2 separate regions of the Sus scrofa genome follow, and region 1 is linked to region 2. The links are chromatin contacts, called in public HiChIP or PLAC-seq maps. All regions are on one chromosome and are shown on one strand. Each heading gives the region's core, a stretch centred on a gene start, on an enhancer-like site or on the middle of the called end of the contact. The rest is flanking DNA. Distances are from core to core; before and after follow the strand shown. Region 1 holds the start of CAMK2A (calcium/calmodulin-dependent protein kinase type II subunit alpha). Region 2 overlaps CAMK2A (calcium/calmodulin-dependent protein kinase type II subunit alpha).

What was found. HiChIP or PLAC-seq counts read pairs in DNA pulled down with a chosen protein or histone mark.
Region 1: an H3K27ac HiChIP or PLAC-seq map of skeletal muscle shows a contact between it and region 2. The contact joins the promoter of CAMK2A here to the enhancer-like site in region 2. A contact is called at or near these places in 1 of 5 promoter capture datasets (fetal skeletal muscle), 7 of 47 Hi-C or Micro-C datasets (embryonic fibroblasts, fetal heart ventricle, fetal skeletal muscle and 1 more) and 1 of 2 datasets of contacts at active chromatin or transcription factors (skeletal muscle).

Annotation. Positions count from the first base shown.
Region 1 is chr2:151,352,354-151,355,466 of Sscrofa11.1, forward strand. It overlaps CAMK2A (calcium/calmodulin-dependent protein kinase type II subunit alpha), which reads right to left and starts at 1,554. Exons shown (of 20, transcript XM_021085017.1): 1 at 1,493-1,554; 2 at 1,290-1,370. The coding sequence starts at 1,539.
Region 2 is chr2:151,269,084-151,272,145 of Sscrofa11.1, forward strand. CAMK2A (calcium/calmodulin-dependent protein kinase type II subunit alpha) reads right to left here. Exons shown (of 20, transcript XM_021085017.1): 14 at 1,264-1,304. Among named protein-coding and RNA genes, the nearest start is that of SLC6A7, 49 kb to the left of the region's middle. Within about 2 kb of position 1,703, at least 12 of the 83 cell types and tissues checked have an H3K27ac peak or open chromatin away from gene starts, as enhancers often do. A contact at or near this core is called in fetal skeletal muscle and skeletal muscle, where this site is marked.

The DNA.
Region 1 (3,113 bases), core at 304-2,803, 83 kb after region 2:
GGTGGGGTCTGCCTGACCCCAGGCTCTGCCCCCCCCTCCCCTCCAGCTCCTTTCATCAGTTCTCTGCCCCCGTTTTTTTTTCTTTTAAAGGCCACACCTGCTGCCTACGGACGTTCCCAGGCTAGGGCCTGAATCGGAGCCAGCCTACACCACAGCCACAGCCAGGCCAGATCCGAGCCTCGCCTGCAACCTACACCACCAATCAGGACAACACCGGATCTTTAACCCACCAAGCAAGGCCAGGGATTGAACCTGTGTCCTCATGGATACGTCGGGTTCTTACCCTCTGAGCCAAAAGAGGAACGCCTCATCAGTTCTCCCGTTTCTAGACTGACACCTCCCTCCCTTCCAGCCGCCCAACTCCCGTCTCTCGGTGGCCCCCTTCAGGGTGGCTGCCTGACCCGCCCTACAAGCGGCTGTGGAGACCCCGTCTGCACGGGCGGCTGCTCCTCGGGCCGGCTCTGGGTCCCCTGGGCTCCTCTCCCCCTGGCTGCGTCCAGCATGACCAGCGACCCCACAGAGCCCTGCCTCACACGCTGCACGCTGCCCCAGCCAGGCCTTGGGTGACTGGCCTGAGCACGAGGCGTCTTGCCAGCTGCCCCAGCATGGGGTGCCCAGATGGGCAGAAGGAACCGATTCACCTTTCCAGAGCTGCATGCCGAGCCTCCCGGCGGGCGGCGGGCGCGGCGCGGGCCCTGCCTATTAATAGTCCAACAGCTGTTTGCCGCCCTGAATGAGACTCTTTATTGCAAGCAGCGTTGACAAAACACATCCCGCTCCTTCCTGCCCAGAGTGTTTGGGGGTGGAGGGGCCGCGGGGAGGTGTCCCTTCCTTCCAGGAAGTTGAGAAGGTCAGCGCGCAAGAGACCTCACCCCGGAGGCCCTCAACCCCGGGGAGGCCAAGGCCGAGCTCCTTCCCCCGCCCCCGCCCTCCTCCTCCTCCTGGGTTCCCACCTCGAACGCAGCCCTCAGCTCCCCGGCTCTTCCTCACACTCCCTCCCCACCTGTCCCAGTCCCACTCTAGAAGCCTCGGGGTCAAGGCCTCAGGCCACTGTCCCCCTGCTGCCGTCCAGGCTCCCATCTCCCGCGCCCTCGCCGCCCTCGCCCTTCCGCCCACAGCGAATGGGCCTCTGCAGGCCCGGCCTCCGCCCTGCGCCCTCCCCTGCCCGGGGCTCCCCTTCCCCACCCTCTTCGGTCGCCTAAAGGTCCCGAAGGCTTGTCTTCAGGAAGCCTTTTCTCGCCGTATCGGCCTCAGCCAGCTTTCGAGCGCTGCTGAAACGTCCTCCTTACCTGCGGTGCTGAAGGGGCAGTGAGGTGGGGGTTCCTCGTTGTATTTCTCCACCAGCCACCAAGACTCCGCGTAACGCTGACCTGAGTCACAGAGAGGACGGGGACTTCCCTGTTAGCCCTCGGCCTGGGGACTTGGACAGGTGCACGCCCCCGTCCTCAGCCCTGGCCCCCCTCCCGGCAATCAACAAGTGCCAGTGACTCACCCTGGCTGAGCAGAGGCGCTCTGGAGACTGGCCGCCTGGGTCTGCATCCCAGCGCTGCCTCTCAGCAGGTGAGAGCCCTTGAGTAAGTCACTTAATCCTTCGGGGCTTCACGTCCTCACCTGGGAGAGGGAGCCAGCCCCAGGACCTGCTCCGAAGGCCGCGCCAGAGGTCGAGCAGAAAACGCTTGTAAAACGCTTAGGCCAGCGCCCAGCGCGTTCAGCGACTGTTAGCCGCAAAAAAATAACTCACCTCAATGTTTCGCCGACCGCAGACTCTCTCCTCCCCTCGTGACCCACCCTCCGTGCTGCCGGGGGTGCCAGAGCTCACGCTCTGAGAAACGCCCATCTAGGCTGTAACCCTCCTGCTTGCGGTGAGGGTCGAGAGGCGGGAGGCGCCGAGGAAAGAGCCCTGAACCGGAGTCCGGCCCTGAAGGGTGGCTGCACATCTCCGGCTTGGCCGGGGCGGCAGAGTTGGTGACCACCTGCGGGCCGAGGAGCCTGCCTGGCCAGTCTTCCCGGAAGGATCGGCCCCGGGGACCCCGTCATCTTCACATTAGAGCATCCTGGGCGTGAGTTTGGGGTCTTCCAAAGCCCCTACAGGTGCCTAAAACATATTTGTGCACCAAGTGAGAGGAACTTGTCCCTTCCCTGCCAGTAGAGAGGTCGCGGGGCGGAGGCAGAAAGAGGGGAGGACACGGCACTCACGCCCTGGACGGAGCCCGCAGGAGGTCGGCTGCCTGTTTCTGCTCCCCTGGGCGTCAAACCTTTTTTGCTTTGGGTTTTTTTGGTTTTTTTTGGTTTTTTTGGTGTTTTTTTTTTTTTTTTTTTTTTTTTGCTTTTTAGGGCCCCTCCCACGGCATATGGAAGTTCCCAGGCTAGGGGTCAAATTGGAGCCACAGCCGCCGGCCTGCACCACAGCCACAGCCACGCTGGATCCGAGCCGCGTCTGTGACCTACACCACAGCTCACAGCAATGCTGGGTCCTTAACCCCCGGCAAGGCCAGGGATTGAACGCACAACCTCACGTCATTTCCGCTGCGCCACGACTGCAGGTGCCAAACCCTCTCAAGCGGTCCTCAGAGGGGGCTGCTCCGGCCTGTGTCTGCCGAGGGATTTTCAGCCCCAAAGCACGTCTGGCTCCATGATCTCCCTTGATCTCTTAGCTGCCCAACCTGTGAGCAGCAGAGGGCTCTCCCCAACTTGGCTGATGGAGAAATTAAGACTCAGAAATTGGGGCTTGTCTAAGGGCACAGAGTGCGGGTGTGACCAGGCCGAGGCTAGAACCCGCGTCGCCCGCCCCCCACCCAGGGCCCTGACGACTGGGTCTGGCTGCAGGTCAAGGCTGGTGGCAGAATGTTCTTTGGTGTCAGAGAACATTCTGGACACGCACGTGACACAACCCGCTGCTCCCGGCCGGAGGAGACATCCGTGGGATACTGATTTGGCAAATGGCCTGTTACTCTATGTTAAAACCTTGGTCATTCCCTTCCCTGTCATCTAGCGATTCGCCTCCTAGACACGCACACACCCCCGGTGTAGACGCGCCAGCACCCACCGGTGTCACCATTCTGGTTCTTAACGTCTTGGACCGACTCCGCGTTGGTATGAGCAGCCAGCTAATA
Region 2 (3,062 bases), core at 453-2,952:
CATGCCAGGTCCAAGCCAGGTGTTGCAACCTACACCACAGCTCACGACAACACGGGATCCTTAACCCACGGAGCGAGGCCAGGGATCGAACCTGCGTCCTCATGGATGCTCGTCAGATTCCTTTCTGCTGAGCCACAATGGGAACTCCAAACTTTTTTTTTTTTTTTTTAAGGAGAAAAAGAGCTTTATTGCTTGGCCAGCCCAAGAGGGCCACAGCAGGCTAAGGCCTTAAAGAACGAGCCTGCCCCCATTTCATTCTTGTTTCTTTAAGCCAAAATCTTGGAAGTCATGGGTTCACCCCCCTTTCACACCACTGTACCCACGGGGAACCTCAAGCCCTAAGAGTAGCAGGGCCCAGATCCCGGCCTCAGGCAGACAGCCCGGCTCCCCTCCCTCCAAGCCCCGGCAGACCAAGACAGGGGCCTGAGACTCTAAACACCACTACAAACCAAGCCATGAAGCCACCGGCCCACCTGGGTGGCTGTGTTTGGACAGCGTGCCACAGCTTTCAGTGTCCCGGGCACAGCCTTGCCCTGGGGCCCTGGCTGGGCAGGGTCCGAGCCCAGCAAAAGGCAGCGTCTCAAGAGAGGAGAACCCACAAGGCGAGCCAGTGGCAGGGGAGGAGGGAGCTGCGGAGAGCGGGGACCAGGCCCCAGAGGGCAGGGCGAGCGGAGGGAGGGGACGGATGTCAGGCGGGTGTGGAGCAAGGGGCTCGGGCAGCAGGCGTGGGACAGGGCGGCCTGGGTCCGGGGAGGGGCGGAATTCTTGGCGCTGAACTGGCAGGCCTCCGTGGGGATGGGTGCCTCTGGATGTCAAAGCCGAGAGGCTGGGCTGCCCATCCTCTGTGGGCTTCGTAGGCTGGACAGGCCGTGCCTCGGGTCAGGGGCCCCGGGCCGCCAGCCCCCACTCGGGAAGAGGGAGGCACGGCTCCCGGCACCCAGCCCTCTCTGCACCCTAGCTCCCCAGCCCTCTAGCCCTGGAGAACCACAGAGTCTCCTTCGGCCTCCGTCCTTAGGGCCACCCCAACCCCAGGCCACCTGCCTCTCCCCCGCTCCTCAGCCCTCCCCTCCCCCTGCCCCGATCCTGGCGGGAACGGGGGCCCGGAAGCCCGGGTCTCTGGGTCTGGGGACGCCGGTCTGCCCGGGCGACCAACCTGCCCAGAACACCGCGAGCAAGGCCTGGCTCTGCCCCTGGCCCTGCCAGCCGGGCCCTGAGGGCGGAAGCGCCCCCGGAGGCAGGCCCTGCCAGCTCTCCGGGCCTTACCTTCACGCCGTCATTCTTCTTGTTTCCGCCACTCTTCCCACCTGCAGAGGAGTAAAAGTAGAGGCTTAGCAACACCAGGCAGGGCACCAGGGCCCACAGGGCCAGGAAGAGCAGCATCCACGGGCAGCGGAAGGCACGGGGCCGGCCGGCAACGCGGGGACGCCTCCTCCTGGGCCCTCTTCCTTCCCGGGTGGGCTGGGCTCCGCCTTGGCAGCGATCTCAAGTGTGACCCTCGGGCCCCATGGGCCGCGGTGGGTGCTTGGCCTGTCCCGGGGCCGTGGAGCTGCTCTTTCAGTCTGGGGGTTCCCTCTAGAGCCCGGTCGCTCCCCGAGCTGTTGGAGGCCAACCCGGAGGCCCGGCTGCCCGGCCCGGGGCTGGCGGCTCCCTCCCCTCCGGCCCGCTCTAATTTTAGCCCCATGCTGCTGTGGGTCATGTGTCAGCCCTGCCCACTCGCTCTCGACAGCTGCGAGCCGCATTTCGCCCGTGAGAAGAAGCAGGTGCCCCCTGTCTGGGGCCTCCCCTGCAGAGCAGCCTCCCCTGCAGAGGCCTCCCTGCCTCCAGCCCCGAGCCCCACGCGGGGGCGGCCGAGCAACAGCTCTCGGGGAGGCCACACTTGCCCTCCTTGCCCTGCCCTCCCGGTCGCCCCCGGCCTGAGCCCTTGGGGGAAAGGGCAGGAATGCCCAGCCCGGGCCCGGGCCCCCGGCTGCTTCAGACCCCAAGCAAACGGCCTCGAGAGAAACGCAACGGTATCTCCGAAGCGCCTGACACGGCTCCCGACACGGCTCCCGATGCGTACGCAGCAGATGCTCAGTCAACGGCCGCCACGGAAGGTCCTCGTCCCGGCAGCCCGGGGAGGGCGAGCCGGGGAGGAGAGGGGCCCGGGGCGTCGGCGCCCCCGAGGCGTGGAAGGACGGGGCTCAGCCCCCCGGCCGTCACCACATTCCCACCTCTGGGCCCCCTCGGCCTCTCAGACCGAGGTTCCCTCTTGCAAAGCAGTTGGGGGCGGGGGGCAGTGAGTGCCCCTGGGTCCCGAGGCCGAGAGGAACGGCTGTCCCCCCACCCCCGGGCTCTGTGGGCCAGTTCGGGACCTCCCTGCCCCTCCGGCCTCCAAGTGGCCCCAGCCCGCTGCTCCGGCACTGCGGGGCCCGTGAGGCCACACATTCTGACTTTCAGGAGAAGTCAGAAATCTGGGAGTTGCTATGAAATCTCCTGGCTTTTAAGCGCTTGCCCCCCATGATTTTTTTAACCACCACTGGCCCCCCCGGCACATGGTGGGAGGGGAGCTACCCAGACACCCCATGGTGTGAGCTCTGGACTGGAGTTCTCCAGGCGCTTCAGTTGTTAAAAAAAGCCTCTGCCTGCCGGGCGGCTCATCTTTCAGCTGAAGGAACTGCAGGATCCTGGTCTGGGGGCGGGGGGGAAGGCAGGGCAGGGGTCGGGGAGAGAGCACCAAGCCCAGCTTCCAGCAGTTTCCTGGCCCCGGGTCTTGTCCCAGCTGGTAAAACGGGCAGATGGACCCTCTCGGCAAAGCCAGGGCCGGAGCTTCCCAGAGGCCGGGCCTGGTGGTGGGACGGGCCCTGTGCCCACGGTAGCCCAAGGGCCCCTCGGGTGAGCTTGGCTATATCTGCTCGGCTGCCCTGTCAGCCTCCCCAGGCTCCCGAGAGCCAAGCCTCTGGCGGGCATTGGCCCCGGCACTCGCCACCGTGCCAGGGGAGCTTCTCGCTAAGCCCCAGCGCTAAACCCTTCCCCTTCTCTCTTCGGGGCCACATGCTGCGGGCGCAAGGACGCCCCGCCTTAAC